Regions from separate parts of the Sus scrofa genome. Here region 2 is linked to region 1. The links are chromatin contacts, called in public HiChIP or PLAC-seq maps. All regions are on one chromosome and are shown on one strand. The core of a region is the stretch at or near the end of the contact, and the rest is flanking DNA. Distances in the headings are between cores, read along the strand shown. Region 1 overlaps CSTF3 (cleavage stimulation factor, 3' pre-RNA, subunit 3, 77kDa). Region 2 has its middle 7.5 kb from the start of DEPDC7.

Evidence for each region. HiChIP or PLAC-seq counts read pairs in DNA pulled down with a chosen protein or histone mark.
Region 2: a contact with region 1 is called in an H3K27ac HiChIP or PLAC-seq map of skeletal muscle. The contact joins two enhancer-like sites. A contact is called at or near these places in 1 of 5 promoter capture datasets (liver) and 1 of 2 datasets of contacts at active chromatin or transcription factors (skeletal muscle).

Annotation. Positions count from the first base shown.
Region 1 is chr2:27,820,909-27,828,195 of Sscrofa11.1, forward strand. CSTF3 (cleavage stimulation factor, 3' pre-RNA, subunit 3, 77kDa) reads left to right here. Exons shown (of 22, transcript NM_001267844.1): 4 at 6,381-6,413; 5 at 6,766-6,863. Among named protein-coding and RNA genes, the nearest start is that of CSTF3, 55 kb to the left of the region's middle. Within about 2 kb of position 3,408, at least 12 of the 83 cell types and tissues checked have an H3K27ac peak or open chromatin away from gene starts, as enhancers often do. A contact at or near this core is called in skeletal muscle, where this site is marked.
Region 2 is chr2:27,932,712-27,939,998 of Sscrofa11.1, forward strand. No RefSeq gene overlaps it. Among named protein-coding and RNA genes, the nearest start is that of DEPDC7, 7.5 kb to the left of the region's middle. Within about 2 kb of position 3,005, at least 10 of the 83 cell types and tissues checked have an H3K27ac peak or open chromatin away from gene starts, as enhancers often do. A contact at or near this core is called in skeletal muscle, where this site is marked.

The DNA of each region.
Region 1 (7,287 bases), core at 2,158-4,657:
CTATGACTATATTGCCCCTTCCAACTAGTAACCACTAGTTTGTTCTCTATATCTGTAAGTCTGCTTTTTTTGGTTATATTCACTAGTTTGTTGTATTTTTTTAGGTTTCATATATAAATGACAGCATATGGTATTAGTCTTCATCTGTCTGCCTTATTTCATTTAGCATAATGTCCTCCAAGACTGTGTTGCTGCAAATGGCAAAATTTTGTTATTTTTCATGACTGAGTAGTATTCTATTGTGTATATTTACCATATCTTTACCCAGTCATCTGTTGATGGACACTTAGGTTGCTTCCGTATCTTGGCAGTTGCAGATAATGCCACTATGAGCATTGGTGTATATATCTTTTCAAATTAGTCTTTTCTTTTCTTTTGTTATAGATCCAGGAGTGGAATTGGTATATCATGTGGTAGTTCTATTTTTAGTTATTTGAGAGACCTCCATACTGTTTTTCACAGTGGTTGTACCAATTTACATTCCTACTAATAGTATACGAGGGTTTCCTTTCCTCCACATCCTCACCAACACTTGCCATTTGTATTCTTTTTATAATAGCTATTCTAATACGTGTAAGGTGAAATCTCATTGTGGTTTGGATTTGTCTTTCCCTTATCAGTGATGTCGAGCAACTTTTCATGTGCCTATTGGTCATCATCTGCATCTCCTCTTTGGAAAAGATTCTATTCAGTTCTTCTGCCCTAAATGGAGGCATTTTTCTATTGGTTAATGACAGAAAGATCTGAGAATTTTTCTTTATTTTGAAAACTTAAGGGGAGTTCCTGTCGTGGCTCAGGGGTTAACGAATCTGACTAGGAACCATGAGGTTGCAGGTTCGATCCCTGGCCTTGCTCCGTGGGTTAAGGATCTGGCGTTGCCATGAGCTGTGGTGTAGGTCGCAGACACGGCTCGGATCTCAAGTTGCTGTGGCTCTCGTGTAGGCCAGTGGCTACAGCTCCAATTCAACCCCTAGCGTGGGAACCTCCATATGCCCAAGAAATGGCAGAAAGACAAAAAATAAATAAAATAAAAACTTAAGGAGTTCCCTCATGGTTAGGGATCCAGCATTGTCACTGCAGTGGCTCTGGTTGCTGCTATGACAACAGTTCAGTCCCTGGCCCAGGAACTTCCACATGCTGTCAGTGTGGCCAAAAAAAATTTTTTGTTTGTTTACATTTTTTACACTTGCATATATAGACAGTTTTTACTAAAATGCATAAATTCAGTTGTGTATCTGAAGTAGTCTCTTTTTTTTGTCTATTCCTTGCTCCACCAATAGATCTCTGCAACACCATAATTAAATTTGTTTTACAAAAATGAATTATATTAAACACATTTTAATCTTTTTTCATTCAATAAAATCTTAGGGAAAATTCCTCTAATTACTAGTTATAGCCCTGATTTGTTTTATATGGGCACTTAAAATTCCATGATGTGAAGGCATCATAATTTATTAGACTATTTCCAAATTGGTGGATGTTTACTTTGTTAACTGATATTTTTTGTCTGTGCCCATGGCATTTGGAACTTCCCAGGCCAAAAATTGAACCTGCATCACAGCAGTAACCTGAGCCATAGAAGTGACAATGCCATATCCTTCACCTGCTGAGCCCCCAGGGAACTCCTGTTAACTGACTTTTTTTTTTTTTTAATTTTTTATGGCTGTCCCTGTGACCTGTGGCACATACAAGTTACCAGGCCGGGGGTTGAATGGGAGCTGCAGCTGCGGTCTACGCCACAGCCACAGCCACAGCCACACTGAGAAGCATCTGTGACCTATGCCACAGCTTGTGGCAATGCTGGGTCCTTAACCCCCTGAGCAAGGCCAGGGATCTAACCTGTATCCTTACAGAGACAAGGTAGGGGGTCCTTAACCTGCTGAGCCACAGTGGAAACTCCTCCTATTAACTGATTTTGATGCTGCAAAGTTTGTGTAGTAAATAACTTTGTAAATCAACTTTATATCCAGGTACTTTTATTTCAGTGGGGGTAGGTCCCAGGAGTGGAATTGCTGTGTTAAAAGATGTGTAATCTTCTGAGTTGCCTGTTGTGGCTTTGCGGGTTAAGAACCTGAGGAGTATCCATGAGGATGTCGGTTTGAATCCTGGCCTCTCTGAGTAGGTGAAGTATCTGGCGTTGCCTTCAGCTGTGATGTAGGTCACAGACGTGGCTCTAGTCCCAGCGTTGCTGTGGCTGTGGTATAGGCTGCAGCTCCAGTTTGATCCCTAGCCCCCAGTAACTTGATATGCTGCAGATGTGGCTCTAAAAAGAAAAAAAGAAAAGATGTGTAGGAGTTCCCATCGTGGCTCAGTAGTTAACGAATCCAACTAGGAACCGTGAGGTTGCAGGTTCGATCCCTGGCCTTGCTCAGTGGGTTAAGGATCTGGCATTGCCTTGAGCTGTGGTGTAGGTTGCAGATGTGACTTGGATCCCACAGTGGCTCTGGCATAGGCTGGCGGCTACAGCTCCATTAGACTCCTAGCCTGGGAACCTCCATATGCTGTGGGTGTGGCCCTAGAAAAGACAGGAAAAAAAGAAAAAGATGTGTAATCTTTGAGTAGCTTTTGCCAGTGGCTTTCTTTAAAGGCCATAACAATTCATATTTCTTCTAGCAATGGATGAAGTCTTTTTCTCATCACTTTAGTAGTGTTAATACCCTCTGAAGCTTCTACCATACTGATTTGTATAAAAAGATAGCTATTATTTTAATTTGTATTTCCCATTTTGGAAATTTATACTGTGTGTGTGTCTTTTTGCCTTTTCTAGGGCCGCTTCCTGCGTCATATAGAGGTTCCCAGGCTAGGGGTGGAATTGGAGCTGTAGACACCGGCCTACACCACAGCCACAGCAATGCGGGATCCAAGCCGCATCTGCTACCTACACCACAGCTCACGGCAACGCCGGATCCTTAACCTACTGAGCAAGGCCGGGGATCAAACCCTCAACCTCATGGTTCCTAGTCGGATTCGTTAACCACTGCACCATGATGGGAACTCCCAATGAGATATTTTGAGAGAGAGAAAAGGAGCATACATATTCACATAACTTTTCCTTTTTTTTTTTTTAAAGGGTGCCATATTATTTTTAACCCTTTACATTTTCTCTCCTGGGAATTGCCTATTCATACTCTTTGTCAGTTTTCCCAATGTGTAAACTTGGTTTTTCTGGTCAATTGTGAGAACTGTGTATAATCTGTAATCTATATTTGGTAAGCTGGTGACTTGAATTCATCTAACTTCACTCCCACTTTCAACTCAGCCTATTTACCTATACTGAGCCAAGCAGCTGGATATAAGGAAACCTTAGATTCTATGACTGTCTGATAGAGGAGTCCTGATGGAGAGTCCAGGACAAGGAATAAGAAACTCAGAAATATTTGGCATCCTTCCACTGCCTTTCTGCCCAGAGGAATGTTGACATCATCAGATTGGCCTCCAGGAAACCAAAAAGGACTTGAATTGGCAGGCCTAGTCCTCCCTGCTCTTGAGCAAAGATTTCTCTTTGGTTTTTTGTCAGAAGACTACCAAGAGCCAGCTTGCTGTCTACACCTGCTACTCAGCTGTCATGCTAGAGAAGGTCGACTGCTACACGGGGACTACCAACTCGGAGCTCAGGGAATAGATAGAAAAAAAAAAATAATAATTGCATATCTAAGGATCCAGCAACAAGAAAGGATTATAGACTGTTGGGATAGGCCCCCAACAAAATAGAGCTGCTGAAGGAGAGAAAACCACTTAAACAAAATAATGGGAACACAGTGAGATTGAAAGTGCAGTATTAAACGCACTTTTTAAAAGCCATTTTTGAACCAACTACAGCAATAGGTCAAATGGAGGAAAATGGTAACATGGAGACTCTAGTGGAAGAAATATTTTTAAACCTAGAACAAAAAGGCAAAGAAAGTGTAAAAACAACAGATTTTGAGGATGGAACAAGGAGACCTAATGCGTATAATTGAAGTTCTAAAAGTAAAAAGAAACATTGAAGAGAGGCCATGGTTTTTAAAAGATGAAAAATCTTGAGCTGAAAAAGGTATGAGTCTGTAGCTTCAAAGAACATGCTGAATTCTAGGCAGAACTTGTATTAATGATAACAAAAGTCAATTACTAAGTACTCAGCTGGACAGTGTTCTAAGGGCTTAAATTTATTAACTCATTGAGTCCTTACAATAGCCCTACAAAATGGGTACTGTTATCCCCACTAATTCAGATGAAGAGAAAAGTTAGGTAGAGAGTCAGAAAGTGGATCCAAGAGATCTGACTGCAGAACTTTAACTAAACTGTCTCAAAGAGCAAAGACCTATATTTAAGCAAACCCTGTTAAAATTTATGAACTCTGAAGATCAAGGGTGAAATCTTACAAGTTCCGGAGAGAAAGAGCAAGTAATCAGCGAAAGAAAAATAGCCTGTCACCAGAGTTCTGATTTGCAATACCTTACCCAGAAAGCAGTGGGAAAATATATGTACAACTGATAGAAAAGGACCACAAGCCAAGAGTTCTCTAACCAGTTGAATTAAGTACCTATGAGACTGATAGATTTGCTGATACATCACAGTTGAATGATCTAACTCTTCCTACCATCTGATAAAAATACTGAAAGAATGGGAAATCTAATATTTGCCTTTGTCTTCTCACATACCAATTCTCCTACCTGGAATAACTCCTCTTTTTCTTTACCAGTCTAACACCTCATTCTTTTTTTTTTTTTAATTAAACTGTAGTTGATTTATAATATTGTGTTAGTTTCAAGTGTATACCAAAGTGATTCAGTTACATGTATATATATTTTTTTGGATTATTTTCCATTATAGGTTAATACAAGATACTGAATATAATTCCCTGTGCTATACAGTAAATTCTTATTGTTTATCTATTTTATGTATGGTAGTTCATATCTGTTAATCTCATACTCCTGATTTATCCCTCCCTCCAACCCTTTTCCCTTTGGTAACCAGCCATAAGTTTGTTTTCTATGTCTGTGTGTCTCTTTTTTTATATAGATTCATTTGTATTAGTTTTTAGATTCCACATATAAGTGAGATCATAAAATATCTGTCTTTCCCTGTCTGACTTACTTCACTTAGTATAATATTCTCTAGGTCCATCCATGTTGCTACAAAGGGCATCAAAGGGCATATAGTTTCATTTTAAGCCAGCTGATGGTGGATAGACACTTGGGTTTCTTCCATGTCTTTGTTACTGTAAATAGTGCTTCTGTGAACATTATAGTACATGTATCTGTTTTTGAATTTAGAGTTTCTGTCTTTATGGGATATGTGCCCAAGAGTGGTATTGCTGGATCATATGAACTACTTTTTAGTTTTTTTTGAGGAACCTCCAAACTGTTAACCATAATGGCTACACAAGTTTATATGCTCACCAACAGTGAAGGAGGTGCCTTTCTTCACACCAACATTTATTTTTCTTAGGCTTTTTGATGATAGCCATTCTGTCCTAACACCTCATTCTTTTTTTTTTTTTTTTTTTTTTTTGTCTTTTCTAGGGCCGCTCCCGCAGCACATGGAAGTCCCCAGGCTAGGGGTCTAATCAGAGCTGTAGCTGCCAGCTGCCAGCCTACACCAGAGCCACAGCAACGCGTAATCCAAGCTGCGTCTGCGACCTACACCACAGCTCACAGCAACGCCTAATCCTTAACCCACTGAGCAAGGCCAGGGATCCAACCCGCAGTCCCATGGTTGCTAATCGGATTCATTAGCCACTGAGCCATGACGGGAACTCCAAACGCCTCATTCTTAACATCTTAACTGCTTCCAGGAGTTTTTACAACCTCCCATGTCTGGATTTTATGCATCTCCTAAATGCTCCCATAGCACCCTTTACTTCCCCCTGTACAATTGTAAATTGTCAGCTCTATGAGGATATAGGCGAGCTATGTATGCTTTGTTCACTGTGGTAGCCACAGTGCCTAGAGTATAATATATAATAGGTTGACTGAATGATTAAAATTTATGTGTAGTCAAAATTAACAAATCTTATTTGCTGCTCTACTCAGATTGTAGCTATTCAGGGAAAATAAAGCTTTAAATTTGTCTTTAGTAGATGCTTAAAGCCATATTCAGGTATGCCTTGTTTATATTTCTGTATTCATCTTGAGACTGTTTTACAAAATTTTAAATTCACAAAATTCCAACATCAATGAATGTATAAAAATTTATCCATATAGAATCAATTATGTGTATGGAATATTTGCAATGAGTATTATCTGTGTTGGGTTCCAGACTTCTATTATTTGTTATTTTTGAAAGGCAGAATTAATAGGAAAATGTAGAAGTGAATTTGTAAGATTAATCAAAACACTCAGTATTTTAATACTCTAAAAAGAATGATGTTAATCCTATATTTTTCTTTTTCTCTGCAGATTAAAGCTAAAAATTATGATAAGGTTGAAAAAGTGAGTTCTCTTAAATAAACTTTTAATTTTGTGCTGAAGTTTAATTTAGGGCTTAAAATATGTAAGGTAAATATAGTAAAATGTTAACAATTATTGAATCTGGTTATTGATTATATTATTATATAATAGATTGATTATTTTATAAGTTCATTGTACTTAGTCTGCTGACCAAAATTATGAGAATGATTGTGATTATCTAAACAAAATATAGGGAATTGTTAGTCACAATTTATTTGTGAGAAGATAAATTTATGAAAAGAGCTGAATTTATTTCTTTAATGTTTCATTTCAACTATATACATGTGAAATTTATTTAACTATGAATTCTGATAATATTTTATTATATTTACAGCTGTTTCAGAGATGCCTTATGAAGGTTTTGCACATTGATTTATGGAAGTGTTACCTTTCATATGTCCGGGAAACCAAGGGTAAACTACCAAGTTATAAGTAAGTTAAATCAGGATCTTAATACAAGATATCTGCAAGCACAGTCAATACAATAGAAACACACCTTCTTTTAATTCCAGAGGGTGAAGCAGCTTTCAAGTTTGAAAAGTCAGGGTTCTCTGATAAGCCAGTAAACCACGGAAAAAATACTTCAAAGAAAAACACTGGCATTAGACTTGCTCTGGAGAACCGAATCATCCCAGCCCTTCTTCTGTATTGAAACATTGTATATTGACAACACCAGATCACTTTGTTGACAGGCTTGTTGTCATACTTAATAAAAAACATCTAATTACTTGTCATGGCATGACCCTTGGCAGGTTATGATGTGATATGCTAAGTATTCCAAGTCATCTATGACAATGGTATTGTTGTGTAGTTGACCTCCTCACTAGGACTTACCCCACCTAACCATCTTTGCTGA
Region 2 (7,287 bases), core at 1,755-4,254, 110 kb after region 1:
GTCCATGCACATATCTGGGGGCACAAAGGAGCCCTTGACATTATACAGCCTGAGACTGACCTGTAAAAATGATGCTTAGATATTATAAGAAAAAAAGCTTATAATTTCTCTCCCTATTTTATTTCTTTGTTTGTTTATGCTCTTACAAAGACTCGCAAGCTTAAAAATTGAATAAAGACCCTGACGAAAATATCCTTTTCTGTCTCGTAAGAAGATTTTTCTCAGAGTTATTTTGCATTATTTGGTATAGGTTAATGTCAGTTCAGATGAGCACATTTCAACAGGTTTGAATTCATCTGCTCATAATTTAAAAGGAAAAATTTAGATTTACATTTCCTTGTCCTTATAACAACTTTTTAGAGGAGACCAAAGACCTTGGGATATTACATATACTTTCAAAATCACATTCTAAAATAAATTTCCTAGGAGTTGTCTTGTGGTGCAGCAGGTTAAGGATCTGGCATTGCCACTGCAGTGGCTTAGGTAGCTGCTGTGGCAAAGTTTCAGTCCCTGGCCTAGGAACATCTGCATGTCATGGGTGTGGCCAAAAAAATAAAAATAAAATTGTGTTACTATATACAAATCTCCACTGTTTTTTAACATGTGCCACTAATAATATAAAACATCAGATAACACGCAGTGTCAGAGAACCACATTTGAGAAATATTCCTCTAGCACCTCATAAATTGTTCTTATACCTGGTAGGAATTTTTACACAGAATGTAAGCTCCAAGACTTCAGGGATTTTTTTTCTTTTCACTGCTGTCTCCTTAGTATTTAGTTCCGAATCTGTTCGTAACTGGTTCTGAGCAATTTTTGTGAATGTCTAAAGAAACAAAATATTTCTCAGTAAAAAAATACATTTCAAATACATATACAATATTCTGTATGCCTAGTATATATGATATAATGGTATATCTGAAGTTTTTTAGAAAAGAAGCATGCCATTTTTAATGAAAATTTCTATACAATATTACTTAGATGTACAATATTACAAAATCATAGATTACTGAGAAATAAATTAATATTTATAATGAATTGCCCTCCATGTAATTTCAAATACAGAGATTTTGAAGTTTTCTTATTAGTTGTAGGCTATGGGAGAATTAGAATAAATCATATTTACCATAAGTATTGTGTAGAAATATTCTCGTTATTCACAGTCCACCCCTCTTGCCCTTTATATAAACCATAAGTCAATAACAGCCCTTCTCATGGAGTAGTGAAGTACATCAAATGGTTGTTTTGCTCTTTCATTCTATACAAGTTTCAATTAAGTAAACACTAATATACTCATGCCCAATATTTAGAATATAATAATGTCTATAGGAAGGTCATGTGATTATTTGACCTGGTGAACTAATAGAGAGATAAACTATGACCATTCTTATCATAATTTATTGAGGGCCCCAGAATTTGACTTAGACTGATGATTTTCTCTTTTACAAATGAAGTTTCTTTATACCCCATAATAGTTACAATTTAATTTTTCTCCTTTTTTTTAAATATTTCTAAGCTCAGCTTTTAGTTTTTTTTATTACTCAAATGAATTTGTAACATCTGTAGTAGTATAATGATCATAACATTCCAATTTCACAGGATTTCCATCCCATAACCCAAGCACATTCCCCCACCCCCTAAACTGTCTCCTCTGGAGACCCTAAGTTTTTCAATGTCTGTGAGTCAGCATCTGTTCTGCAAAGAAGTTCAGTCTGTCCTTTTTTCAGATTCCACATGTCAGTGAAAGCATTTGATGTTGGTGTCTCATTGTATAGCTGACTTCACTTGGCATGATAATTTCTAGGTCCATCCATGTTGCTAAAAATAATTTTTCTTCTGAAGTAAAATGTGAAAGGTTGAAAACAAAATCACGAAATATTTAAAGATATCAAAATTTTCAGATTCATAAGCATTTAATTTTTTTAGTTGGGGAGAAAAAAAAAAGGGAATTCATGTTACTGTTCATATATTATCTAAGGGTCAACATCCAGTGGAAAATAGATTTAACAAATGCTGGAGAGGGTGTGGAGAAAAGGGAACACTCCTACAATGTTTGTGGGAATATACATTGATGCAACCACTATGTAAAACAATATGGAAGTTCCTCAGAAAGCTGAAAATAGAATTACCATATAATCCAGCAATCCCACTCCTGGGTACATATCCAGACAAAACTATAATTCAAAAAGATACATGCACCCCTATGTTTATAGCAGCACTATTTATAATAGCCAGACACATGGAAACAACCTAAACATCCACTGACAGATGAATGGATTAAGAAGATGTGGGGGTCCCTGAGGAAGATGGTGGAGTAGTAATATATAAGGCTCACCTACTCCCACAAATACAGTGAGAATGCATCTATGCGTGGAACTATTCTCACAAAATTTGCTAAAAATGACAAAAGACCTTAGGATTATGATAGAGCAAGGAAAACTTCTCAAAACCAGATAGGGCAAAAGAAAGAAGAAAAAGAGAGAAGCAAAATGGGACCTGTACCCCTGGAAGGGAGCTGGAAAGAGGAGAACTTCCTGCACCCTGGGAAATTCCCCACCAGTGAGGAGATCAGCCAAGATGGAGGAGAAACTCTAGACAATCAGTGTGAAGCAGTTAAAACAGAAACAATCCTCTGCAAGTGGTCAGTGGTATGGGCAACCATATGCAGGTGCCAGCAGGTGTCGGGAACTAAAACTCTGGCCTTAGAGATCAGACTCAAAGAGAGAGCTGGGGCTGGCTATGTGGGAAAAAACTGGGGTTGGCCATAAGAAAACCTCCTGGAGGGACTAGAATATAGGGAAAGCACATTTGAAGGCACAAGTAGAGGCAACCCAGTCAGGCTTAGAGGCTAGGTGCCATTGTTTGGGGGTGCTGGAGGGAAGGGGTGGGATTCACCACTACAGCCTTGTTCCCTGCATGTGTGCACTTTCTCAGGCTATAGGACACTGCTTCAGGTCTGGGAGCCAATTGGCAGCAGCAGCTGCCTAGCAACAGCTGGGAAGCAGCCCCACCCTTAGGGCTACAGAGAACTTGGAGCAGGCAGAGTAACTTCCTGGAAGAATAAAATAAGCTCCCTGATCCTGCCAGCGGCCCCATGTTTAGCAATGCTTGTCCTGCACTATAAGAGCCACCAGCACCCATTCCCTTCAGGAGCTGCAAACTGCCCAACCAGGAGAAGCACAAGCTCAGTGGCTCCATCCAGTGGCTCTGCAGGGGCTCATGCCAGTGGTCCCCTATCTGTGCCAAAAGAGCCAAGAGAGGGCCACCAGTGCATACTCCCTGCCAGAACTGTAGGCTGCCCAGCTGGAGAGAAGCACAAGCTACAGGGCTCCTGTCAGTGGCCTTGAGAGGACCCAGGCCAGTGGCACTTGATCTGCACCAAGGAAGTGGTGGGAAGCCCATTGGTCCATATTCAGATCCACAGCAGCTACAGAGAGCACTCCTCCCAGCAGCCAGGGAAGGAGAGAGGCTGCCAGAAGTGCACATCCTGAAGTTACAGAGAAGGACTTTTAGCAATAGTTAGAAAGCATCCCTGACCCTTGGGGCTGTATATAGAGATCCCTAGAGTGGCCAAACATGAGGAGTGACTGCTGAATGGCACCCGCCCCTACAGCTACAGAGGGCAGTCCCTAGAGCCTTCCCAGCAAAGGGAGGGGCTGCAGGAACAACTGCTGACACTGCAAGTTACAGGAAACAGTCTTGAAATCTAGCTGGTAGCAGGAAGGGTCCCCAGGGCCACTGCTGTCTCTGCATGCTACAAAAGCAATGCTGTGAAATGTGAATCACTGCCACCTTTCTCACAGACCCCATCCCTAGTAGCCACCCAGCTCCAGGAGACGTAGTATTATCCTGCTGCCCCCATGATGTGCTCTGGGTACAGGTGAACCACTACCACCCTTGAGAACCCCAGGACTGGGCACTTGATGCTTCATCTGCATACCTGCTGTCTAGGGGACAATAAACAGAAAGGCAGACATTATGAGATGATAAGAAGTAGATTTCAGTCAAAAGAACAAGACAAAAACCACTAAATGATGAGGAGATAGGCAATCTACCTGAACAAGAATTCAGAGTGATGATAGTAAGGATGATCCAAGATCTTGGAAAGGAATGGAGACACAGACTGAAAACTTAAAAGAAATGTTTAACAAAGGGCTGGAGGATTTAAAGAGCAAGATGAATAGCACAATATCTGAAATGAAAAATACACTAGGAAGAATCAATAGCAGGATAATGAAGGCAAAGAATGAATAAGTGAGGTAGAAGACAGAGAGGTGGGAGTAACTGCCACAGAAAAGAATAAAGACTGAAAAGAACTGAGGAGAGTCTAAGGGACCTCTGGAATAACATTAAACATACCAATATTCACACAATAGGGGTTCCAGAAGGAGAATAGAGCGAAGAAGGGCCAGAGAAGATATATGAAGTGATTGTATATGAAAATTTCCCTAACATGGGAGAGGAAACACTCACTCAAGTTGAAGCACAGAGAATTCCATTACAGGATAAATCCAAGGAGAAACGCAGTGAAACACATACTAATCAAATGGACAAAAGTTAAATACAAAGTAAAAAAATGTTAAAAGCCACAAGAGAAAAGCAACAAACCCTCATAAGGATAAAAGCTGATTTTAAACAGAAACTCTACAAGTAGGAGAGAGTGGTAAAACATATTTGAGGTGATAAAGAGGAGAAATCTAGAACCAAGAATACTCTACCCAGCAAAGCTCTCATCGAGATTTGATAGACCAAAAGCTTTTTAGACAAGCAAAAGCTAAGAGAATTCAGCACCTCCAAACCAGCTCTACATCAACTACTAAAGGAACTTCTCTAAGCAGAAAAGGAAAAGCCACAATTAGAAATAAGAATATTAAAAAAGAAAAAGCTCACTGGTAAAGACTAAGATAATATAAAAGTATGACACCACCCATTGACAAATATGATATCAAAACTAGCAAGCATGAGAAGACAAATGCAGAACTTTGAAAATGCATTTGAAATTAAGAGACAAGCAACCAGAAACAATTCTGCCCACATACAGAAGGTTATCTCAAAATATACTGGGAGCCACAAATCAAATAACTATAATGGACACACACATACATAAAAAAGAAAAAGCAAGACAAATATATCACTAAAGATGGTCAGCAAATCACAAGAGAAGACAACAAAAGAGGAAGAAAAAAGACCCAAAATAGAAATACAAAAAAAAATTAAGAAAATGACAATAAGTACATAATTACATTGAATGTAAATGGATTATATGCTCCAACTAAAAGGCACAGACTGGCTGAATGGATAAAAAAACAAGACACATATATATTCTGTTTACAAGAGATGCACTTCAGATCTAAGGACACATAGACTTAAAGTGAGGGGATAAAAGTAAATATTACATGCAAATGGAAATCACAGAAAAGCAGGAGTAGCAATATTCAGACAAAATAGATTTTAAAATAAAGAAGGTTATAAGAGACAAAGAAGGACATTTTGTAATGATTAAAGGATCAATACAAGAAGATATAACAACTGTAAATATATATGCACCCAACAATATATAAGGCACCACAATACATAATGCAACTACTAATAGCTATAAAAGGAGAAATTGAAAGTAACACAAAATAGTGGGGGACTTTAACACCATGCTTAACAGCAATGGACGGATCATCCAGACAGAAAATCAACAAGGAAAAAAAGCCCTTAAATGATGCACTAGACCAAATACATTTAACTGATATCTATAGACCTTTTCACCCCAAAACAGCAGAATATACTTTCCTCTCAAGTGCACATGGAACATTCTCCAGGATAGGTCACATCTTGGGCCACAGAGCAATCCTTGGTAAATTTTTTAAAATTTAAAAATTTATATGGAAATGCAAAAGACCCCAAATAGCCAAAGCAATATTGAAAAGAAAAAACTGAAGGAATTAGGCTCCCTGGCTTCAGACTATACTACAAAACTACAGTCATCAAAACAGTATGGTACTAGCACAAAAACAGCAATATAGATCAATGGAACAGGACAGAAAGCCCAGAAATAAACCCAAGCTTCTATGGTTAACTAATCTATGACAAAGGAGGCAAGAACATACAGTGGAGGAAAGATAAATCTTGCTTGGGAAACTGGAAAGCTGCATGTAAAAGAATAAAATTAGAACATTCTCTAACACCATACACAAAAATAAACTCAAAATGGATTAAAGACCTAAATGTAAGGCTAGATACTATAAAACTTCAAGTGGAAATTTTGGCAGAATGCTCTTTGACATAAATCACAGAAACATCTTTTATAATCCACCTCCTAGAATGATGACAATAAAGACAAAAATAAACCAATGGGACCTAATTAAACTCAAAAGCTTTTGCACAGCAAAGGAAAATATTAAAAAAATGAAAAGACAACCCACAGAACGGGAGAAAATTTTTGCAATTGATGCAATCAACAAAGGCTTAATCTCCAAAATATGCAAACTCATACAACTCAACAACAACAAGAACAAAAAACCAAACAACCAAGTGAAAAATGGTCAGAAGACCTAAACAGACATTTCTCCAAAGAAGACGAACTCTAGGTGCATAGCAGGCATATGAAAAAATGCTCAACATCACTAATTATTAGGGAAATGCAAATCAAAACTACAATGAGGTACTGTCTCACACCAGTTAGAGTGGCCATCATTAACAAGTCAACAAACCACAAATGCTGGAGAGGATGTGGAGAAAAGGGAACCACCCTTCACTGCTGGTGGGAATGTAAAGTGGTACAATCACTACAGAAAATGGTATGGAGGTACCATTTTCAGAAAACTATATATAGAACTATCATATGACCCAGCAATCCTACTCCTAGGCATATATCCAGACAAAATTTCCTTGAAAAAGATAAACGCATCCCTATGTTCATTGCAGCACTCTTCACAATAGCCAAGACATGGAAACGACCCAGGAGTCCATCGAGAGATGAATGGATTAAGATGATGTGGTACATATATACAATGGAATACTATTCAGCCATAAGAATGATAAAATAATGCCATTTGCAGCAACATGGATGGAACTAGAGATTCTCATGATAAGTGAAGTATGTCAGAAAGACAATTATTACCTTATCATATCACTTATATGTGGAATCTAAAATATGACGCAAATGAACTTATCTGTAAAACAGAAACAGACTCACAGACATAGTGAAAAAAATTGTGGTTGCCAAGGGGGCAGGAAGAGGGAGTGGGATGGACTGGGAGTTTGGGGTTAGTAGATGGAAACTATTACATTTAGAAT